Regions from separate parts of the Gossypium hirsutum genome. Here all the other regions are linked to region 2. The links are chromatin contacts, called in public Hi-C maps. All regions are on one chromosome and are shown on one strand. Each heading gives the region's core, a stretch centred on a gene start, on an enhancer-like site or on the middle of the called end of the contact. The rest is flanking DNA. Distances are from core to core; before and after follow the strand shown. Region 1 has its middle 6.3 kb from the start of LOC107963569. Region 2 has its middle 17 kb from the start of LOC107959996. Region 3 holds the start of LOC107962848 (copper-transporting ATPase PAA2, chloroplastic).

The links. Hi-C and Micro-C count contacts between places; a contact is called where the count stands out from the background.
Region 1: a contact with region 2 is called in a Hi-C map of leaf, with 2.9 times the contacts expected there. The contact joins two enhancer-like sites. A contact is called at or near these places in 6 of 34 Hi-C or Micro-C datasets (leaf and petal).
Region 3: a Hi-C map of leaf shows a contact between it and region 2, with 2.0 times the contacts expected there. The contact joins the promoter of LOC107962848 here to the enhancer-like site in region 2. A contact is called at or near these places in 6 of 34 Hi-C or Micro-C datasets (leaf and petal).

Annotation. Positions count from the first base shown.
Region 1 is chrA06:26,147,144-26,151,313 of Gossypium_hirsutum_v2.1, forward strand. No RefSeq gene overlaps it. Among protein-coding and RNA genes, the nearest start is that of LOC107963569, 6.3 kb to the left of the region's middle. Within about 2 kb of position 1,443, at least 5 of the 9 cell types and tissues checked have an H3K27ac peak or open chromatin away from gene starts, as enhancers often do.
Region 2 is chrA06:26,460,889-26,465,421 of Gossypium_hirsutum_v2.1, forward strand. It overlaps the pseudogene LOC107959998. Among protein-coding and RNA genes, the nearest start is that of LOC107959996, 17 kb to the right of the region's middle. Within about 2 kb of position 1,578, at least 5 of the 9 cell types and tissues checked have an H3K27ac peak or open chromatin away from gene starts, as enhancers often do.
Region 3 is chrA06:26,835,073-26,839,378 of Gossypium_hirsutum_v2.1, forward strand. It overlaps LOC107962848 (copper-transporting ATPase PAA2, chloroplastic), which reads left to right and starts at 2,438. Exons shown (of 18, transcript XM_016899391.2): 1 at 2,438-3,256; 2 at 3,341-3,418; 3 at 4,180-4,277. The coding sequence starts at 2,617.

The sequences.
Region 1 (4,170 bases), core at 193-2,692, 310 kb before region 2:
TATTCTTTATATCTCTTTCTTAACATTGCTAGTTGAATGTTTGTGTAAAGATTATAATCAATTTATATTTTATCTATATTTCATAGGTTTAAAATGTATTAATCTTATTAATTGATTGAAAGGTAGGATTTTCTTATCAGATTAGCTGTTTGGGAGAGGAAGAACTTCAACCTAGGCTTGATGACCCTAAGAAGTCATTTAGGTGAAAATTAACCCAAAATTGATATGGCCTATCCATGAACACCTTAGCCCTGCACCAGTCTGGATTGTGAGGTCGAGAGATAAGTAGTTATTACCGACTCATTGTTCTAGTGGACGTGCCGAAAGATTCTACTAGGGTAATGACTAGTTGACTGATCAGAGCTCTACATCAATAATTAATTAGACGAAACAATTGAATCTAGGCTAAAGGAACTCGTATAGTCGAAATAAAGGATATGAGAAGTCGATACATAAATTTAAGAGTAGATTTAAGTTTAATTAAATTTATTTAGTTTATTAATATTATCATCATCTTACTTCCATATTAACACTACTAATTCATGACTCAAAAGTAGATTAGTAATTATTTTCGGTAATTGGTTTGATAACAATTTTCCCCAAATTGTAATCCGTTGAATACGATTCTCGGAGTACTTACTTACTTTGTTGTAACCATATTATAACTTGACTCGTATATTTGTAGACATCGCCTCATTTATATATCTTTTGTTACAATATTCATACTCTAGACATTAATACGTTCGGATGCGGTCAATAATGGTATTGACATACCATTTAGGAATTCAAATATTAATTTTGTATTATCTACGATAAAAAAACCAGAAAAAATCTCTTTTTTTATACTATTTATGCGATAAATCAAGAATGGAGAAGTTATTTAAAAAAGAAGAAGAAGCAAAGTTGGCGTGGAAACAAAGTTTTAACAAATTATTCCTACTCTAAGTAATCTAGCTATTAGGAGACTTGGGAATAGAACAGAGGGCCCCAAATGCTTAAACGCCGATGAAACTCTTAAGCATGCTTTTCGTGAATGTATAGCTGCAAAAGAAATTTGGAACAAGTTGGGTATTACATGGCCACAGGAGGTGAGCAATTTAGAGTATAAGGAATGGATAACTTATTTGATAGAGACGGGTTCCAGAGAGCAATGAAAGGTGTTAGCTTGTGCTATCTGACTGGAGAGGTATCGAGTGATGCATGAGGGTCAGAAGCAATCCCCATCTAATATGATGAATCGGCACACATCTTGGCTACAGTGGGACTAAGAATGGGGGAAACAACTTACCTAGTTGATGAGGTGCCAGGTTTTGTTATGAAGGAGGTGGAGAGAGATAGAAGGCAGTCTGGGTCACGAGTGCCAATATTCCCGATGGATAAGGACGATTACCACGACGGAAAAGGCAATCGATCTAGTGGTGTGGGATAAGCAGTGAAAAGGAAAGCTGATGGAACTAGCAGATAAAAATTCGTTGGCGAACAGAAAAAAGAGCTAACGGGAAGGGATGATCGGCTTTCAGGGGAAATAGAGCAATGAACGAAAGAAGGGTCTCCAAGGAGAGGAAATCCCCAAATGGTTCAGTTTGGATTCTCACGACATAATTTTGTATTTATGGTTATGGTTTTGATTTTGCTTTTCCTTTTTTTTTTGTGGTTTTGCTGTTTAAAATTTATTGTCTTTTTGGTGAACATTAAAAGTTTAATCAAGTGGAATACAACTGTTTAGCATAAAAAAAGTCATCTCTTTATTATATATATGATTTAGTCCTATGAATTGAATATTTTAAATTTCTTTATTTTCCAATGTGTATTTTCAATGGTAAGTTTATTTTCTTTTGTTAATTTTATGTGATTTTTTATTTTTTAAAATGCTATGATGTGACACATATCTTTGTATAATTAAACTTCCTTTTTTTTTTCACATTTAGAAAGATAAAAAAGAGAAAATTTACAATATTTATCTAATTGCAAAAAATGTCGAAGTACATATCATCACACTTGTAAAAAATAAGTCGCTTTAAATTTGAAGAAATTAACGAAAAGAGTTTACTTCATTAATGAAAACGTATATATCCAAAAAGTAGAATCACTAAAAATGATTAATTTATATTATAAGAACTAAACATACTAAAAATGTATTGTATAGGGAGCTTCTATAGAAGTTGACCATTAAATTTTAAAAAAAAAAACTTATTACTAATGTTTCAAGAGGATTGTTGATACAAGTTGTCAATAAGAAGGATAGGATGGTGCATAGGAATATTGGTTCACTATCTGTAACAATTTATTTTTAGTTAAATCAGAATAGTGATTTTGGAACCACAAATCTGATATCAAAATATTTATTTTATTATTTTAATGTCTACATTATGATTGTATGATTGTGTGAAAATTTCGTTAAGAGATTTTATCGTTTGAATGCTTAATTTGATAAAAAGTACTAAATCGCGAAAAATGTAAAACTTGTGTTCTATTAGTTAAAGGTGCCTAATAGCTATAGAACCTTAAAGTAAAAGTCCTTATATGGTAAATAGCCAATAATATGATAGTCGATGATAATGGTTTGGTAATGTTGTAAATTGAATTATTTTTTAAGGTTAATTTTGTAATTAGATAAAATAAGTTTAGTGTAAATAATAAAAGATGAAATAAAATATCATCTTCTTCATAATTTTTAACCTAAGAATCATCCACCGTTGTTGAGAAAGGGAGAGAGCATTCGGCCAACATTTTCTTAAGCATATCAAGAAAAGCGAAATTCAGATTTAGATCGGGGGAAAAACAAAGTATCAGACTAATTAACTTATTTTTTCGTTTTTGCAATCGAGGTAAGTTCGTATTTTAACAAACATTATTATAATTGTGTTTTAAATGTTTTAATATTGAATAAATTGTGAATACGACCTTGCAGACATATTTGACGTTGATTCGAAAAAAGTGAAATCCTGGTTGAACCTTAGGAGGAGATTAGGATACGAATGATATGTAATTAGAGATTATGTGATTTGGGTGCTGGTCCGTACGTCCTACCGGTGGCTGAGTTATCCAACATGTGTTGCGGATACTCGTCAGCTTGTGTGAGCAGTACTGTGTAGTTTCGTCATGACCGTTAGCTTGTGTGAGCAGACCTGTTGATAGCTCGAGAGTGAGCATTATATGTGATATGAGATTGAGATAGCCTCGGCTATATATGTGGCACTTAGGGTGCGAGATTCCAAGTATCCGATAGTATTCTAAATGGTTCAACGGGTATATTAGAGATGTGGTTGAATATGAATTTGATACGAGACGGTACAAGTATATACATGAACAGTATAAGCATTGAAATGAGAAAATTTATGAAATTCATAATTAACTTGGTGAATGAAAATGTGGTAGGTTGGTGAAACATTATGAGATATGTTATATTATGTTTAAATTTCTTAAATTGTGTATATATGGTAAGTTGCGTTATACTTTTATACAAACTTACTAAGCTTTATAGTTTATATTGTTTATTTTTTCGTGTTTTACAGTGAAATCAAAGCTAGCTCGGATTTGGGAATCGTCGGAGACCTCATCACACTATCAAGCTATCACTTTGGAACTTTTAAATCTATGTTTTTTGGATATATGGCATGTATAGGAGCTTTGGTCATTTTGGTATATAGTTTGGTAATGAATTTAACCATTTGGATTGGCTTGTAAATGTTTAGTGTTTGACTTTGTATATAGCCATGAGATTTGGCTTATTTTGGTTGATTTGGTTGTGTATATATATATGCAAATCGCCTTTTTCTTATGTTGATAATTGCTATGCAAATGATGTGGTAAATGGTTGATATTTGAGAATTGGCATGCTTATGAGTTTAGGCAAAATGATGCATAATTGGAAGTGTCCACATTGATGATTTGTGAAAGTGAGGTTTGGTATGAAATTGAATGGCATATTGTGGTATTTGTGTGCCTTGTATATATTGATATTGAAATGGTATGATTTATGCTTGGTTGAGGTTGGTTGAATGCCTATTTATGCCATATTATGTGTTATTTGGTTTGGTATAAGTGTATGCAAATTTGGGAGGCAAAATGGCTTGGTAGATAGCCTATTTTTGTCCACACAGGTAGAGACACGGGTGTATGTCTCAGCCGTGTGTGACACACGGTCGAGTGACACTGCCGTGTGTCCAT
Region 2 (4,533 bases), core at 328-2,827:
TACCTGCCCCTTTGGCTCTGTCACTGGTAGCCATGTAACAAAAAATAACATTGAAAATGCCGAAGTAGATTTTTTTCATAAAAATACGCCTTCGAATTTGTTATGATAAAATAATTTTTCTTTTGTTGGAATAGTATTCTTAAAATAAATTGACGCCAACATTTTGATTGAAATAATTTATAATATTAACTATTTAGATTAAATAATGACACTACAAAGTAGAGGGACCAAGCTACATAAAAATTGAAATATATAGATTGAATATTAAGTTTCAACATAATAAAATGATTAAAACTAAAATTTGACCATTGTCTTAATACTAAAAAAAAGGCAAGTCAAACCCAAAAAAATGAGAAGCTAACATTTTAATGGAAAAATTAATATTACTGATTATTTGGATTAAATAATAATATTATAAAAATATAGTGATCAAATGATATTAGAAATTAAAATATAAAAATTAAATATCAAGTTTAAGCATAATAGAGAGACTAAAATTAAATTTGAACCATATTTAAAATGTAAAAAGACACTGATGTGACACAAGTCAGTTGAGGAAGGCCCTTATATATATAATTGTATAGATTTAAAATGTAAAAAATAAAAATAAAAATCGGTCGGACACGTGTTAGCCTTCCTTTTACTTACAGTTGTATGGATTAAATTTCTATGTTTAAATTGATATTTCTATGTTTTAAAAATGATACTAAATTTAATTTTCATCACACATTTTAATTCAATTTTATAACGGTTAAAATTGAAAATTGTATTTCATGCTATTTTTCCATTAAAATTTGCTATTAGTTTTTATATTTAGACTAAATTTAATGTTTAGCTCCTACATTTAAAAAGTTTAAAAATTAGTTCTTCTATTTTTATGTAAAAATCTCAATTATAAGTATTTTTTATTAAAATTTACAACTTAAAATTTTAATTAAGTGGTCCTCATATAATATGAAATATAATTAATAAAAAATATTAAATTAGTAAATGTTGATAAAAACTATTAATGACGATGATGTTTAATTTACAATTTTTAAATTAAAAACGTAAAAAGATTAAATTTTAACTTTTAAAGTATAAATGCAAAATCTCAAAATCTATACAAGAGAGGAGTAATAATAATTTTAACCTATTTTTCCTTAACAAAACTTAAAGCATTGGGTTCTTTTTTTCTTTTTCTTTTTTTTTTTTGAAAAATCACTCAGATTATTTAATCAATTAGCGCCGGTCCATTTGTTTATTTTCATGCTTGCTAAAAAAGAAGTGAATTTTACTTTACTAGACCAGATCCGGTGATGTTCGTTCCCTCTCTGTATATTTTACATCTCCGTCTGTTGGTTCGTACGTATCAATCGATTCTTCTTTGGATTTTCTAAAAGATTGAACTTTCGAAATCTTCTTCTTCTTTTTTTTTTGAAAATTTTCTAGGGTTCCTAAGAGGCCGGAGCTTTTTTTCTTTTTTTTGGGGGGGGGGGTGGATGATGGAAGGTGTAAGGTGGTGAGTTAGGGGTTTATATTGTTTTCGTGGAGGGTTTGGTGCATGAGGATTTAATGCTGCCTCTGGTTTATCGACGACGAAGAAGACAACCATGAAGGAAGGGTTTTTGGCAAATGCTGACGACATTGAGGAGAATATTGTAAATGACGGCGACGAAGAAGCTCCCGCCAGTGTCACCGTCGCCCCAGATCGATTTGCATTCTCCGTAAACAGAACACTTAACAGTCGACGACAGAGAGACGAGACATTCTTGTTGTTTGAAGAAATGTCCGCCGCCATGAGGTGCGGTGGCAATTGGGTTGATGCTAAGTCGCTCCCATTGGTTGGCTGCTCGCGTCCTTCCCAGGGTGAGACTAGCGCCTCCGCTTCAACTGCCGTTGAAGATTCTGACTACCATGATTCGCACCATAAACGAGCCAAAGTCTACACTGTTTATCAGTGAGTTAACTGGACAAATGTAGGCAAAATTAGTTAAGAAATTAATTTGTTGCGGTACTTATTCTGCAAAGTTTTTCACTGCAGTGAGAGCACTTCTTACTCATTAGTACCGAGAGAGTATAATAACCACCAATGCTCATCGATTTCATCCAATAAAGGGGTATTTTATCACAATTTCATGTTGAATAGTGGGAGTGATGGGCATCGTTTTGATGGTAATGGTGGGAAAGATGAGGAAAATGAGGGTGATTTGAGAGCTGAAGATTCTGAAATTCGAATGGATCTGACCGACGATTTATTGCATATGGTAGGCAGTTTGTATAATCTACATTATATGTTAGTTTTTTTTTATAATTTTTGTATTGTTTAATCTTATTGAACCTTTTTGTTTGTTTTTCCTGTTTTCAGGTGTTCTCGTTCTTGGATCATCGGAATCTTTGCAACTCAGCCATGGTTTGTAGGCAGTGGCGATCTGCTAGTGCTCATGAGGATTTTTGGAGGTGTTTGAACTTTGAAAACCGGAGTAGATCTCTTGAAAAATGTGAGTTTTAGATTTACTTAATATCTTTACTTCGTTTTCATTTGGTTTATACAGTGTATTCCAAGCAAATGAAGTTCAGAAATTGATTAAATTTGACACTTTCTTTTTTCAGATAAGAAAACTTTATGAGTATGCAATTATATATCAGTTGCGCTTTTATCTTTTATAAATTGAGAATTAACATGTTTGGTGCTTGCTTCCTGAGCAAGAGAATACTCACGTCATATGTTACAGATCTTCATAAATAGCTCAATCTCTATTAATTGTTTGTTCATTACATTATTTTGCATGAGCAAAAGTAGTCCATTGTTGTGATGAAATTTGATGCTGAACTGCAATAATGTTGCATTTTGATTTTGCAGTTGAGGACATGTGTCAACGATATCCTAATGCCACTGAAGTGAATCTGAGTGGAACTCCAATTATCCACCTTCTTGTTATGAAAGCTGTCTATTCGTTATGGTAATATTTTGTCACTATATTTTATGTTCTCTAATAAAATGAATTTTGCATAGCCTCCTGTTAATTTGAATAAATTTTCCAATTGGCAGAAATCTGGAGGCTTTAACATTGGGAAAAAGCCAACTAGGTGATGCTTTTTTCCATGCGTTGACCGAGTGTAGTATGTTGAGGAGTTTGGATGTGAATGATGCTATTCTTGATGATGGTGTTCAAGAGGTACTTATTAACCATGATCGATTATGTGATCTGAAATTAACTAAATGCCGTGTGATGCGTATATCCATCAGGTGAAACAAAGTCTTGATTTGATTTTAAAGTATATTGTGATGTCAATCTGGTCATTCTCTATGCTGACATCTGATCTTTTGCAGGTGCCCACTACTAAAAAGTTTGTCTTTGAAACGCAGTAATATGGCACAGGCAGCCCTTAATTGTCCTCTTTTAAATCTGCTTGATATAAGTGCTTGCCACAAACTTACAGATGTAGCAATCCGTTTGATAGTGACTTCTTGCCCCCAATTAGAGTCTTTAGACATGTTAAATTGTTCTTGTGTTAGCGATGAACCATTGCGGGAAATAGCTCTCACTTGCTCTAATCCTCATGTTCTGAATTCGTCATATTGTCCTAACATATCACTTGAGGTCTGTTTTTGCAAATGGTTAATTTAGATCTAATTGGTGTTGCTTTTTGGGTTTATTTTGATGCATTTACTTGTTTGTGAAGTCTGTAAGACTACCGATGTTGAAGGTTCTTAAGCTTGACAACTGCGAGGGTATCACTTTGGCTTCAATGGCTGCAATAGCTTATAGTTATATGTTGGAGGTTTGAATCTTTTTTCTCGTGTATATATAAATTGTCAGATGCCTTTGCTATCTCTATTAAAGATTTCTAGCCATCCGTACTGATTCTGCTCTCTGTTGCAGGAGTTGGAGCTTGATAATTGCCACATGTTGACATCAGTGTCATTGGATCTTCCTCGTTTGCAGAAAATTCGACTGGTTCATTGTCGAAAGTATATGGCTATTCTATTGACTTCCCTTCTTATTTCCAATCTTCTTCTTTTTCTTTTATAATAATATATAATTTCTTCCATGCAGATTTGCTGACTTGAATTTTCAAAGTTCCACGCTGTCATCCATAACAGTGTCCAATTGTGTCGCACTCCGTTGCATTAACATCAGTTCAAATGCACTTCAAGTATTTTCTCAACGCACAATTTGGTTTCTATTTCTACTGTCTTTGTTGTTGATAAGAGTTTGAATTATAGTGTTGTACATGAAAATGCAGAAATTAGCACTGAAGACGGAAAATTTGACAATATTGGCACTGCGGTGTCAAGGCTTGCAAGATGTAGACCTCACAGATTGTGCATCTTTGACAAATTCTATTTGCAATGTCTTTAGTGATGGTGGTGGATGTCCTATGTTAAAATCATTGGTTCTGGATAATTGTGAGGTTTGTGAATAGGTTTTTCCTGTGTAGTGAGTCTTCTCTCAGTTCTCATTTATGCGCATGGATGAGGGCCTTACTATAGGAACATGCAAAGATATGGTGATAAATGAGACATAAGATGTTATATACACATTCAAT
Region 3 (4,306 bases), core at 1,188-3,687, 380 kb after region 2:
GAGTAGATCTAGCATAATTGAGTGGAGTTGCATGCAATCCTAGAAATAGGATTACATAAATCTACCGTATTAGAGTCAAATCTAATAGGGGAATTCATAGATCGAGTTAATGCGATAATAATGGTTTTAATTAGAAAGGAATTTCAATTAATCAACCTAGAGTCAGTTGTTTTTAGTCTTGAAGATATTAACATAATTTAGGGATTTCTATGGATCAAGATATTAAGTGAATAAATTTTTTAATTTAGATTGATAATGACAAATGCAGTTTAGGTGGATTCTTTCATGGATATTGTTTTGCTTCCTGGTTATTATTCAATTATTTTCCCGATTTGTTCTTTGCCGAGTTCTTAGTTAATTAATTTAGTTAATTTTAGTTTAATTCAATCACTTCAATTTGTCAGTTAAATAATAGAAAGACGGTAATTACTAGTACTTTTAGTCCTTATGGGAACGATATTTATCGATAGGTGCATTTACTTTTGTTGCATTTTTAGTTGGTTTCGTGGACATCAAGTTAATAGGGTAACTAATTATCCAATTCATCATTTCATTACATAACATAACATGATTCAATCCAATTCAAGGCCAATTTCATATTTTTATCAAGTTACACTAGTTTCAGTTCTGTTTAATTTAGTCCTCTATTTCAACAAGCAATCTCAATCATAATAATTCAAATCAAATAATCAATTTCAACTCACCTCAATATCATACTATGCAAAACAATATAAATATGAAACAATTAAAATGATTCAAATAATAGAAATACAAACCGAAGACTCAAGTTACTTGTTGTTGGCTCTCGTCTTTCTTTTCCCTTTTGACGGCCCTGCGTCGTCTTTAGCTACGAATAATAATCCAAGAGTACACAACATCAAATTCCAATTCAAATCACAACCAATTACAAAGTCACACATATTTTGCAATTTATTCTATTTAGTCTCTAAACCCGAGACAAGCATAACTTTCAATCTAAACCCTCAAATTAAAATTCGATTTCACCTATTTTCATTAGGGACCTTCTATTTCCTATTCCTACCAAGATTTCATAATAGTTTTTCATTTTATTCAATTTGATCCCTATTGTACAAACTATTAATTAAACTTTACAATTTAGTCCTTTTTAAACTAATCTTAATTTCTATCAAATTCTCACAAATTTCATCAATTTCTCAACTATGGAAACTTTATAAAACATTGACAGTTTCACAATTTAATACATGTGTTAGCTAGTTCAAGCCCCTATGACCTCAAATCTATAAAAATTAATAAAAAATGACTAGGGACTTATTTAGCCAAGAGCTTCAAAGTTAGCAAAAATAGTGTTTTCCTTTTATGTTTCTTTTTTGTTGAGATGAAGAAGATGAAACTCTCATCTCTCTTTCCTCTAATTGCATTTTATACTATGGTTTTAATTTAATTAAACTAGTTTAATTAAATTAACCTTAATTATTTAAGCTTAATAAATAATTAAATTAAGTAAATGACGCCATCCATCAATGCCCACTAACATATATTTAAAATCGGTATGTTTTCTATTATAGTCCTTTGGTTAATTGTAATTTAAGTCTCCAAGCCTTATTCTAATTAAAAATATATAGTAATTAGACTTTTACAATTTAGTCCCTAAGCCTTAATTACTCACAATTTCGATTAAATCACTTAACTAAATTTCAATTAATCAATACAATAACTCTACAAATATCTCTATTAAATATTACGGATTTAGTTTACGAAAACGAAATTCTAAAACTACATTTTCTAATACTACTAGAAACCAAATCGTTACATTTTACTAGCTTTTAGACTCAACCTCAAAAGCTAAAAAAATAAAGCTTTTGGCTTTTGACTTGTGAATGTAAAATTGTCAAAATATCCTCATTTATTTCATCCCAACAAATTGAAATTTAATTGATTGTGACATAATATACAACTAAATGAATCCATATCATTCAAATATATTTTTAAGCTTGAACTTAGCATTTAGCAATGAACATGTAAATTATTCTAAAACAAGAGCAATGAGCATGTAAATTAATAAAATTTTTTTTTCTCTAATATAGTTTATATGTTTAAATTAAAGTTTACAAATAATTTATATTAATTGCTTTAAAACTATTTAAATTTTATATTTTATATATTAAATTATTAAATTATTTAAATACTATTTAACTTATTTTTTAAGTTCCAATATCATATTTAAAAAATATATTTTTTAATAACAGTGAACAACATTTGAAATTAACAAATCGTATCGTTTTGAAAAGCAATTTTTAACAATGGTGACCTAGCCCCAAGTGTAATGGATTAAAACGCAGCGTTTTGGAATTTTAAGTAAATTGAATATCTCAATTGCTGTTGTCGAATTTCGACCACAAGGTTAGGTGAAGTTCAGTTCAATAATAGCATACAAAAAAACGTGCGGATACAGTTTCAAGATTACATGGCGGATTATAATTGGATAATGTTCTAAAAGGAAATTCAGCTACGGTCCTCTGCGTTTCAACTTTCAACAAGGATCAACATCATTGTCTTCAAATCTTTCTCAGTGCATTTCTTTGGTCATCCTTTTTTTTTTCTAAGAAAAAAAGAAACTCCTTATGCGAACAAACAATGGCAATGGCGGGGGATCTGTTAAGACTCACTGTATTAAATCGGCCAAAGCTCTCTCTCGGTAATGGCGCGAAACTCAAAGCTGACCGCTTTGGCTTGCTAAAACGATGCCCTCGCGGTCGTTTCCATTGTCAGCCTCGGTCAACTCCTGGATTCGTCTTGTTCAGTTCACTGGAGACTAGATTAGAGTCGGAGGAATCATCTATACAGCCGGTAGGACAGAAGCTTAAAGACCCGTCGGTTCTCCTCGATGTCAACGGGATGATGTGCGGCGGATGTGTGTCCCGAGTCAAATCGGTTATCTCTTCCGACGAGCGAGTCGAATCAGTAGTGGTCAACTTGTTGACCGAGACGGCGGCGATCAAGTTGAAGCGGGAGGTGATGGAGAGGGAAACCGCGGAGAGTGTTGCGGAGAGTATAGCTCAGAGGGTGAGCGAGTGCGGGTTCATGGCTAAGATGAGGGTTTCGGGGACTGGAATCGCGGAGAACATGAGGAAGTGGCAGGAAATGTTGAAGAAGAAAGAGGAATTGTTGGTGAAGAGTAGGAATCGAGTGGCTTTTGCTTGGACTTTGGTGGCGCTTTGTTGTGGAGCTCATGCTTCACATATTTTGCACTCCCCAGGGATTCATTTCGGCCATGGTAATTTAATTTAATGCAATTCAATTTCTTATTTAAATTTGATATGTGATAATGACGCCTATGGTTTAATTATGTTTGATTCAGGATCGTTTCTGGAAATCCTTCATAATTCTTATGTCAAAGGAGGATTGGCTTTAACGGCTTTGTTGGGTCCAGGAAGAGGTTTGTTGTTTTATCCCTTATTTTCACATGCATTAACATTTAGGCGGCATGTAAAAAATTCTATGTTTGGATATATGAATTAGAAAATTTTGGATTTATATTTGGTTTGTTATATAAGTTGTCAGGATGAATTGCATACCATAAATTAGTTAAATATTTAATATGATATGTATTTGAAATGTATAGAAACTTGCATGTCAAATTCACAAATGCCTTTAGAAATTTCAAATTCACCGTGAAAAATACCTCCACAAATTCATGAATTTGAAAAATAATCATAATATCTATCTATAGTATATATAAAGTGGCTGATTGAGTTGGTGTCAGGCTGTGAGTTACTAAAATACCTTTACTTTAAAGGGTAATCAGTATTACTTTAAAAGTGTTTTCATCTTTTCATACTCTTATATAAAATTCAAATAAAATAACTAAAAAAAATTATTTGCAAATTGACCACAAGACCAACAAATTCATATAAAAGACCCTTGTCACTCCACTGATAATAATTTATTGATATATTTTATAAATATTTTTTAATGTAAAATCTTGGGTGTAATAATATTAGTTATACTTAAATGTGTTTTATCTCACAATTTAAACTATTTTGATAGCTAATTTTCCAAACAAAACCCATATTTAAGGAAGATATTCCTTGGTCTTTAGGCAGTTACTAGCAAAACTCTTTCTAAAGTGTCTTAATGCTGTAGTGACCGGGGAGTAAAGATTGACTTTGATCAAAGTTCTCAAAAAATGTTTTGCAGATTTGCTAGTTGATGGATTATTGGCATTCAAGAAAGGATCTCCCAATATGAATTCTCTTGTGGGTTTTGGATCAATTGTTGCATTTATCATTAGTGCAGTGAGAAATTTCTTTCTTTCTTTCATTCT